2 separate regions of the Mus musculus genome follow, and region 2 is linked to region 1. Evidence: chromatin contacts called from public capture Hi-C data. All regions are on one chromosome and are shown on one strand. Each heading gives the region's core, a stretch centred on a gene start, on an enhancer-like site or on the middle of the called end of the contact. The rest is flanking DNA. Distances are from core to core; before and after follow the strand shown.

Region 1 (5,317 bases), core at 1,244-3,743:
CTATTAGTATCTATCTGACAAGTATTGGGAAGATCAATGGAAAGCTAAATATTCTAAATTTAACACAAATATACTTCTTTTTAATTAAGAAAATAAATAAGATTTTTCAACATAATTTGAATTTTGTCTTTTTCTTTTAGTAGTTTTTCTCTTTAATTTTGATATTTTTATTTGTACTTTCAGTTTTGCTCTGCAAGATGTGTTTTGAACCCAGTTAGTTCAAGGTCATTCAAGGTTCTTTTGCTGTTGTTTATCTTATGTGGAGTAGACAGAAGAAACAGGTGTCATAGCCAGGTTGATCTGGAACTGTAGCTGTGTAGCCAAGGAGGACTTGAACTCCTGATTCTCCTGCCTCTGCCTTCCAAAATGCTGGGGTGAGGTGTGCACACCAGTGCCGAGCTCTGGTTTAGTGTTTGTTGTGACAAAACTATTTCTACTGAGGTTTACTTACTATTATAACCTAGCCATTTATTTTTGGCATTTTTGTGAAACAGGCTCTCTCTGTCTAGTCCTGGCTAGCCTCAAACAGAGATCTACCTGCCTCTGCCCCTCTGCCTCTGCCACTCTGGGATTAAAGGTTTACACCACCATACCCATCCCTTCTAGTAGAGTTTTTAGATACAAGAAAGTGAACTAGAAGCCGGGCGTGGTGGCACACGCCTTTAATCCCAGCACATGGGAGGCAGAGGCAGGCGGATTTCTGAGTTCGAGGTCAGCCTGGTCTACAAAGTGAGTTCCAGGACAGCCAGGGCTATACAGAGAAACACTGTCTAGGAAAAAGAAAGAAAGAAAGAAAGAAAGAAAGAAAGAAAGAAAGAAAGAAAGAAAGGAAGGAAGGAAGGAAGGAAGGAAGGAAGGAAAGAAAGAAAGAAAGAGAAAGAAAAGAAAGTGAACTAGAGCTACATTAGAATTTTATTTTCTTCTAAGAGATTGTTTATTTCCTAAGAGATTACAGGTACTTTTACAAAATCAATTCTAGATAGACTTCTATGTAACATGACTCTTTATGGACATTGGGACTGGTCTGCACAAAGATCTTAGGCATATTGTTTTGTTTTTAATTTTCCTTCTTTATTTTCTATGGGAATTTTGGCTGCATGTTTGTCTGTGCACTATGTGTGTACAGTGCATTCGGAGACCAGAAGAGGATAACAGATCTCCTTGAGACTGGAGTTACAAGTAGTTGTGAGCCACCACATACACATAGGTGCTGGGAATTGAGCCCTGGTCCTCGGAAAGAGCAGTCAGTGCTCTCAGCTACTAAATTGTCTCTTGCGTGGGTACATGAGTTTTGTTTTTTGGTTTTTGGCAAAGTAATCAAAGCAAGAGAAAAAGTTAGTTAAGAGGCCTTTTCTTGTGTTTCCATTGGCCTTGAGAATGAGAGCTAGAGAATGGGTTTGTCTTTTTATAAATTGTTTGCTCAAGTTTCAGTGTCCTTCCATGGGCAGAGTCCCTCAGGACATCCTGAAGGTTGCATCTGGTGCACTACATAGTCTCTTTGTTGCCAAAACACTGGGTGGTCTGTATGGTCCCTAGGCGATAGCACAGTCCTGCATGTTTGTAGTGTTGCTCTACTCCGTTTTTTTGTTTTTTGTTTTTTCCTCCACCCATAAACTTTGCTGTAAAACTGAGTTCACTAAATCTTGCTAATTTTAATTTATTTTTAAGACAAGGTTGTTGTGGGAAATATTAAAAGATGAACCTGCCAACTCTCCGGCCCCTCCAAGCCATGTTCCCACTCTAGTGAACACTTAAGTCCTGGAGGAAACCCGCTGGTTTTGCCCCACATGCCAATAACCAAATAGATCCACCATTCTCATGGTTTGATAACACAATACCCAGTAACCCGGTAAAAACAAGACTCAATGCTTATAGTTAACCAGTCAGATTTATATATCAGTAAATTCTCAATACACAAGATGCCAATATAATAATCTCAGGCCCAATTGATAATGATAAAAGCTGCCCACCTAGACAAGACAAATTATCCCAATATTCTAACCTTTATGATAGCATAACAACCTGTGGCTGGTCATAGCCATGCTGATTCTTCCACCATCTTCCTTTTCCCCCTTCCCCGAGATGCACTCTGTCCTCCACTCGTAGCTCTGCCTCCTTTTCCCTATCCAATCACAGGTCTCCTCTGCACTAATGTAATTGGACAGGGAAAATCCTGCAACACAAGGTCTTAGGTTCTGTTGCTGTACAGAGACAATACGACCAAAGCAATGCTTACAAAGGAAGGCATTTAATTGGGAGTTTGCCTGGTTTCAGGAGGTTAGTCCGTAACATCGTGGTAGGAGGAAGTGTTGGAGCAGGCAGGCATGGGGCTGAGAGCTTATATCCTGAGCTACAGGCAGGTGGAGGAAAACGTCCTGGTCTGGGTTTCTGAAACCTCAAAGCCCTCCCCAAGTAACACACCATCTCCAGTAAGGCCATGCTTCCTAATCCTTCCCAAACAGTACCACTAATTGGTGATTTCTTCAGCTCTATGAGTCTCTGGGGCCCATTCTCATTCAGATCACCACATTCCACTCCCTGGCCTCCATAGGCTTGCCTGTGGCTGTGTCAATGCAAAATGCATTCAGTCCAACTTCAAGTCCCCATAGTCTGTCACAGCCTCAACAAGGCAATCTTCCTTCTAATTATAACCCCCTGTAAAATCAGACTCAGAAAGCAGATTACATACTTCCAGCATACACACAGAATATACATTATCATTCCAAGAGGGAGGAAAGGGAACATAGTGAGGAAATAATTGGGCAAAGCAAGAACAAAGCCCAGTCAAGCAAATGCCAATTCATTAACCCCATATCTGGTGTTAAGGTGCTTATTAGATGGCTTTTCCCTTCCAGCTTTCCTGATGGTGTATAACATACTTCTCTTGGGTTGGTTGGTTCCACACCCTGTCTGCAGCTCTCCTTTGCAGGTATCCCACAACTCTGGCATCTCTCAGCATCCTGAGCTTCCAACACAATCCAACACAATAGCTTCATCTTCACATCTTCACGCAGTGAAGTCCCTCCCTCCATAAAGGAGCTCCCCTGCCACATGCCTGGCTTCAGTGTCTTTCAACCACAAAGTAAGATTCCACAACTTTCCTCCTGTATTCTTAAATCCAGAAACAGTGTGGCCAAAGCTGCCAAGTTCTGCTGCATGCGTGGAGCATGGCCCCCTCTGAGACTCGGGTTCGCATAAGCTCTGATGTGTTGGTAGTTCCCTTTGCTGCGTAAGCTTCACTTCCCACAGTTTGGAAGCCTAGCTGGATGGGGTCTTGCCCTGAGGTCACCACTCTCAATCCGTATTCCAGTTCTCCTGTTTTCTCGTCGGACTCCACGTGGAACTGCAGAGGAGCAGAGGAGTGATCGCTAGTAACCATGGGACACAGGGAGTGTTACTAGGCTGCCCTAAATGTTCCTCCGCCAGTGATAGTAATCCAACACTTGTCACTTGGGCCTCAGACAGACTCATTCTTTATCAAACATCACAAGGATGGTTTGTGGCCAAGCTGCTAATAATAATATTGCTTCCTAAAGGTGATTGTAGCTCATGTCTTTAGTCCTAGCACTTAGGAGGCAAAGGCAGGCAGATCTCTGAGTTCAAGGACAGCCCGGGCTACACAGAAAGACCCCGTCTCAGAAAACCTAATATATATATTTTAATATTTAATATATATATAAAAAATCCTTATATATATATATATATATATATATATTTCTTTTCCTCTGAAACCTCTTGAGCTGGACCTACATAGTTTATGTTCCCTTGGCTGTACTGACTCCCTAGGTCCTACTAGGATGCTCTTTAAGCCCCACCTACTTTATTTAAAGCAAAGTATAGATCACAATGCACATACATGACAAAGTACTTTGCTCCCCAAGTATTTGGGGCTTCCTTCTCTGGGCTCAAGAAAAGTTTGGTTGTCACGACATAGTTAGGATGGCTTTCTACCTTAACAGATTAAGTCATGACTTTATTATGCTTGTCCCTTCCCATAATGTACCTAATTTAAACCCTGAGTGCCCAATTACACAACGGTGTCTAATGGTAAATGAGATTCTCCCTGAACATTCACAGCCTGCCTTACTGTCCAAGCCAACTCAGGTCAGATTGGCCCTCAGACCCAAATATATTGGGTATATGCTTAGATGTAATGTATCTAAGCTCAGTGGGGGAATGTAGAGCTTGATGTAGGTGTGTGGAGGTCTTAGTTTGCTAAGAGGTTGATACATTGGAATGGGATGAGTGAACATAGTACGTGCAGATAGAGGTTCACTCTGTCACGTGCATTGTTAGAAGAATGGTATGTGCATAGCCCAAGCCAAGTGGAGCCCCAGTTGCTAAACTATTTTCTGTGCTTTCCTGCCTCACTTGTGATATTATTTTGGCAGTTGAGTTGGAATTGAGGCAGATACTTCTCAAGTTAAATTTTCATGCTTGGACTGATCTGTAGCCTACCGACAGAGTCTTGCTTAGGAACCACGAAGCCCTGAGTTCAGTCCCCAGTCCTCAAAAGTAAAAGTTCCATTCCATGTTGGCCAGCTGTGGTGACTCCCACCTGTAATCCTAACACTGAGAACGTTGAGGCAGGAGGATTGATGTGAGGGCAAGGCTAGCTGGGACCACAATGTTAGGCTCTATCTCAAAAAAAATATAAAAAATAAAAAAACCAGTTAGCATCATGCCCACACAGCTTAGTATTCAAAGTGGGTGGAGGTGCAGCCAGTGCAGTGGTGGAGCACCTTCATTACGTGCACAGCCCTGGCAGTGTGTGTGTGCTAACCTGCACAAGATCAGGCCTGCCAGCATTCCAGCATGGATGGGGCGGGGCTCAGAAGGCCCCACCCCTAGCTGAAGAACTGTTGAAATTGATGGCTGCTGGAAGAGGGAGGGTCAGTTTTCTTCAGGGGTGTTCCCCCTAGTCACTAATGGGTTGCCCATATGTCAGTAGTTAGCTCCATACCTGCTGATGCTCAACCTGTTACATAAATATTGTAGTATCTGCACCCACATAACTGCACAAATGTGCTGAAAATCCTTTGAAAATCCTAGTGCATTGTTAAGGGAATAATAAGAAAAACCTCCTTATGGGGCTGGAATGATGGCTCAGTGATTAAGAGTACCAGCTGCTCTTCCAGAGGTCCTGAGTCCAATTCCCAGCAACCACATGGTAACTTTTAACCATTTATAATGAGTTCTGATGTCCTCTTCTGGCATGCAGTTGTACATGCAGATAGAGCACACACACACATATATCTTTTTTTAAAAAGAAAAACCTCTATGTCAGTAAACTTTTTGTTTGTGTGTGTGGTGGGGG
Region 2 (5,317 bases), core at 1,606-4,105, 260 kb before region 1:
GTACACTTGCTGGTTGTTCTTAAGGATGCCAAAAGCAATTCAGGTTTCATAGACCAGTGAGTGTGTGGAGGCTGTGAACGCTGGCTGTCTGCTGGGAGCACAGTGAGAGTCCTAAACAAGGTTCCGGTTTGATCTTCATCTCATTTAGATTGTTGACTTGTGTCTTAGCTATCTAGTAACAAATAGCTGCAGTACAGCAGCTTAAACTCCCACGTAGGTATAATCCCAGAGATCTGCGGGGGTGGGATTCTTGGCGTTCAGCTTCTATCTGTTAGAGGACAGCAGTCAAGGCATCCGCTAGCTCTCATCTGAAAGGTCATCGAGGGAAGACTTTGGAGGTCATGTGGCTATTGGCAGAATGTAGCTTGCTGAGGTTTTGACTTGGAGCCATGGTTCCTACTCCGCTGTTGACTGGAGGCCAACCTCAGTTCCTCATCAAGTGGAGCTTTCTAGAATAGCTGCTTCCTTTATCCAAGTGTGTAAGCCCAGAAAGACCGACAGGAGAGTGTGCTAACTAGACAGAATGCTACAATTTTAGGTGACCAAACCTCGGAAGGAATGACCCATTCATTGCTTTCGGTGCGTTGTACCGATTTTGAGCAAGTCATAGACTCCATCACCTCAAGGAAAGTGGATTGTGTAGTAATGAACACCAGGAGGCTATCAGATTGCCCACCACTGGGTCATCACACCTGCCTACCTCAGAGCCCCAGCACCACATATTCTGCATGTGTGCATGTGTGTTTGTAGGTTTCTTTGCTGGTTGAACAGCCTGTCTGACCTTCTTTTCCTGTTGCTGTGATAAAATACCCTAACAAAAAGAAACTTATGGGAGAAAGGGTTTATTTGGGTCGCAGACAAGGTATAGTCCGACAAGGTGACAGGAGCTTGAAGCAGCTGGTCACAGGGCAGCCACATCAGAAGACAGAGTGGCATAGGAATGTGTGAAACTCACTTTCTCTTCCTACTCACCCCAGAAACCCAAGCCCAGGGAATGGTTCTACCAACTTTTAGTCTGTGTCTTCCCACCTCAGTTAGCCAAATTAAGATAATCCCTGACAGGAATGGCCAGAGGCTCATCTCCCAGTGTTCCCAGATCCCTCGCAGTTCGTAATTAATTCTGCAGCTCAGCTTGCCCACAGGAGCAGGAATTGGTGGGAAGGCCGCCAGCACAGGGTCTTTTATTCTTCCAATTTGTTGTTCCTGCTGGAAGTGTATAGCTGGAATATGGTAGTTTATATGTCAAGACCAGCATTCTACACAGAGCCTTGCTCCAAAAAGGATATTCCCAGCACTTGGGAGAAAGAGGCAGGTGGATCTCTGTGATTTCAAGGTTAGCCTAGTTTATATAGTAAATTGTCTCAAAAAAAAAAAAAAAAAAAAAAAAAAGAATAGGTTTTGGACTTGGTTGGTTTTCTGAAAACTCATTTTTTTTTAGTTATTTGTTTGTTTAATCTCTCTTCTGTCTCTGTCTCTCTGTCTCTCTCTCTCTCACTCACTCGCTCTCGCTCTGTGTGTGTGTGTGTGTGTGTGTGTGTGTGTGTGTGTGTGTGTGGTGCTTGCATGTGCAGTACATGAACCCCAGAGATCAATGCTAGGCATCTTCCTCCACAATCATGTTCCATTTGCTTGCTTGTCTGTCTGTCTGTCTGTCTGTCTTGAGACAGGGTCCCTCTGTGTATCCCTGGCTGTGCTGGAACTAGATCTGTAGACTGGGCTGGCCTCTAGCTCACAGAGATCCACCTGCCTCTGCCTCCGAAGGGCTGAGCACTACACGCCCATCTCCTTCAGTCTTGGGATTCCCAGCACTGGGATTTTAGACTCACATTCCTGCTTCTGGCTTTCCATGGAATTTATTTTAGGTCCTCATGCTTGAGCCAAAAGCACTTTACTAACTGAGCCAGTTTTCCCAACCCCTATTGTCTTTAAACAAAACAAAACAAGTGCTTTCATCCAAACATAAAATCCATTCCTATACGTGTATTTCAGGACATCACAATGACTTTATTAATATAAAAGGAAAAAAGGGAAATATTATAATAAGATGTGTTTATTTTATGTGTATTAATGCTTTGCATATGTGTACTGATGTATCTATGCACCACATGTGTGAGTTACAGAAGGTTGTGAACTGCCATGTAGGTGCTGAGAATTAAATGTGGGTCCTTTGGAAGAGCAGCCAGTGCTCCTAACTGCTAAGCCACCTCTCCAGTCTTCCAAAAATGTGCTTTAATCTATAAATGCAGGGCTCTATCCATGGGCAGTGGTTAAAGTGACTGCACATCCTGAGGCTCTCAGCACCCATGGAAAACCAGGCATCCTACATAAGCCTCTAACCCCAGCTCTGAGGAGGAGGAGGAAGAGGAGGAGGAGGAGGAGGAGAGATGGGATTGCTGGGGTTGGCTTGCTCCCAAGGCAGTGGGAAACTTAATCTTTCAAAAATAAGGTAGTGGATGTCTGACTTCGTGCATAACCACACAGTGTCCATTTGTACAAACACATGCATCCATGTACACACACACACACACAAATAAGTAAATAAGTCTTTAAAAATATGTAAATTCTCTAAAAGAGGTTGGATCCTTATTTCTGGTTTAGAATTGCTGCTGACTAGTAATGGTGGTGCACAAGGAGGGAAGGAGAAACCCCTGCTAAGGAGCCAGCTGAGTGCAGACTGAGTCCAGCTCAGTGCAAAAGGAAGGGCTTCAATTTCTTAGCAAGATGAGTAGTTCCTGGAAACTTTCAAAACAAAACAAACTGTTATCCCATAATTTACATAGTAGCTGTATTCCTGGAAGGTGCGTCCAAGGTGTGAAAGGAAAAACAAAATCTCTTGGTTGGAGTTAGTCCAGGCTCAGGCAGGCAGGTTTAAATGAAGCTATTGTCATGCTGAACACTGGGGACTCTACAGGCTTTGAGACAGTTAGTTGTATAGGATTTTGTTGAACTTGCCAGGATGAATTTCTGGACGCTGGTACCCTCCCTTCCAAGATCTCTCAATTCTATAAATGGATCTCAATTATTGTAAAACAAACCAGGCCTGTTGGTTAAACAGGTGCGGTGATGTACGCCTATAATTCCAGCACTCCGGGAGCAGTGGGAGGAAGATGAAGGGTTTAAAGTCAGCTGGGACTTGCTTCAGCATTAACTAAATAACAATTGCTGAGGCTGGAGAAATGGCTCAACAGTTGGAGTGCTTGCCACTCTTGCAGAGGACTATCCCGCAGTTCCCAGCACCCACATCAGATGACTCAACTGTCATTGGTATGTCTGTACACATGTAAGTGCGCACACACACATACACAATTAAATAATAAAAGTACATCTTAAAACAAACAAGCAAAACAGCTGGTGATGCATAGGAGGATCCACAGTTTAACATTGTCTCTGCTACACAGTGAGTTTCAAGGCTGTTTAAATGTTTAAAGAGTGAGCTGGGCTTAAAACCCACGACCCTGACAAAACGCTTGCTTTCTTTTTCCATAGAAACCTGTTCCCTTCCAATCTTGTGGTTGCCGCATTCACTACGGTAAGGTTTGATACTTTGTCGATTATATGAAACCTTGGTGGAGGAAGTGTATAAATTAATGCACCAGAGTTTGGTAAAGTACAGGAAAGAGGGATCCTAGGGTAGTCCCTCCCCAAACCCTTCACGAATGAGGCTTATTAGGAGAAATGACCCTGAAATCATCATCAGGCCTCGAAGCCGGAGGGAGAGCAGAAAATGGTCGGTATATGTTTGGGTCAAATGACTGACGGGGTCATGGAGGAAAAGAGAGGCTTCCCTTTGAAACCTGGAGAGGAGCTTCATTAACAGTGAGAATATGAGAGTTGGGGGGAGGGGGACCTCCATGAGGAAGATGGAGGGGGAGGTCAGAGGAGCATTTGTTTTTAGATATGCCAGAGCAATCCAGAGGGATCCTGTTATAAACAAAACTTAGTAACACTAGGGTCAGTTTTTGTAGAAGGAGATTTGAAACAACAACAAAACCCTGTAGGATGTAGAAAGGGTGCCCCAAGATCCTTTGTATCACTTAGAAAATGCCTTCAAACCATTATCTGGAGACTGTTTGAAACATTATAGATTTTTCAGAAATCATACTTTTATTCTGACTATAAAGGTAGTATGTACATTTTGCTAAAAGTGGGGGTGGATAACTTGTATATATAATGTGAAGTTAAAAAAAAAAAAACAACAAACCATTTAGAGCTTTGGGTGTTTGTCACAGAAGGGATGGGTGGGGTTGGTCTCCCTGCCACCCCAATCACGGGGCAGCTGAGTACATCTGCCTCTCTGAAACTATGATAAAGCAGAGAGAAATCAAAGCTTTTGAAACATGGTCTCAAGCAGGCGCTCAGGTCTATAGCTCTCTGGGTGTCTGGCAGTTCTGTAGCCACGAGACCACCGTAGCGGGGCGGAGAGAGAGATGCATTGCACACCATGAAAAGGTGTGTGTCTTCCCAACTCACAGTAGGACCAAGGTCTGGGAAACTTGGCCAAAGACACTGCCTTACCTCATGCCCCTTTCTCTGGAGGTGGGCAGCTCAAGCCTGATTAGAAACAGACGCCAAAGAGCAGCCACACTTAGGTCATTCTGGAACACTGTGGAACATAATAGATAAATGAAAAAGAGAAATGTGATGAACTTTGTCTTTCTGGAATTTGTGCCAAACTTCTTAAACAATATGAAACATGAGCTGTTGAAGGATCAAACTGTCAGCAGGAAAAAGTTTACCCTATTGCCCAAGGAACACATGAAAATTCTCCATTCCCTCGGTCCCTAAATAACCCGACAGCTTATCAGGGGCTCGCTGCCTGAGTGTTAACGTAACTCATGCAGGATGCAGAGGTCAGCATCAGGCCAGTCAAGTGCAGCTTGCTCAGCACACCCACTACGAATAGTAGCAGCAGTAGACCAGGACCTTGCCATGCCCTTAGTGCCTCTGGTGGGTCTTTACGCCTGTTCACTAATGATGGGTTTTCCTCCTCTTTATTAGTCTGCAACCGATTACACAGTGGTGACCCATAACACCAGCTCGGGGAACGTGACCAAAGAGAAGGTAAGGCTCTTCAGAAGATGGCTTCTGGAAATGTATGGAAAGCAAACCAGCATCCTTAATGACAGACAGGCACATGTGCCTGTTACTTACTGGGATTGGAAGTTGGGGATCTGAATGGAATATTTAAAACTTCCAGGGTAGATTTGTTCCTTACAGCGCAGTTGAACACCAGAGTCAGGAGCCCAGGAATCTCCATAACAGCCCTTCTAGCTAAAATGCAACGGAGGTGTGTCTCAGCATAACCTACAGTCGGAAC

What was found. Capture Hi-C pulls out chosen DNA fragments and counts their contacts.
Region 2: a capture Hi-C map of embryonic stem cells shows a contact between it and region 1, with 2.9 times the contacts expected there. The contact joins two enhancer-like sites.

The regions. Positions count from the first base shown.
Region 1 is chr11:20,057,102-20,062,418 of GRCm38.p6, reverse strand. Actr2 (ARP2 actin-related protein 2) reads left to right here. Exons shown (of 9, transcript NM_146243.2): 9 at 1-115. Among named protein-coding and RNA genes, the nearest start is that of Gm32080, 20 kb to the right of the region's middle. Within about 2 kb of position 2,493, at least 3 of the 459 cell types and tissues checked have an H3K27ac peak or open chromatin away from gene starts, as enhancers often do. A contact at or near this core is called in embryonic stem cells, where this site is marked.
Region 2 is chr11:20,318,404-20,323,720 of GRCm38.p6, reverse strand. Slc1a4 (solute carrier family 1 (glutamate/neutral amino acid transporter), member 4) reads left to right here. Exons shown (of 8, transcript NM_018861.3): 2 at 3,487-3,529; 3 at 4,999-5,061. Among named protein-coding and RNA genes, the nearest start is that of Slc1a4, 12 kb to the left of the region's middle. Within about 2 kb of position 2,855, at least 4 of the 459 cell types and tissues checked have an H3K27ac peak or open chromatin away from gene starts, as enhancers often do. A contact at or near this core is called in embryonic stem cells, where this site is marked.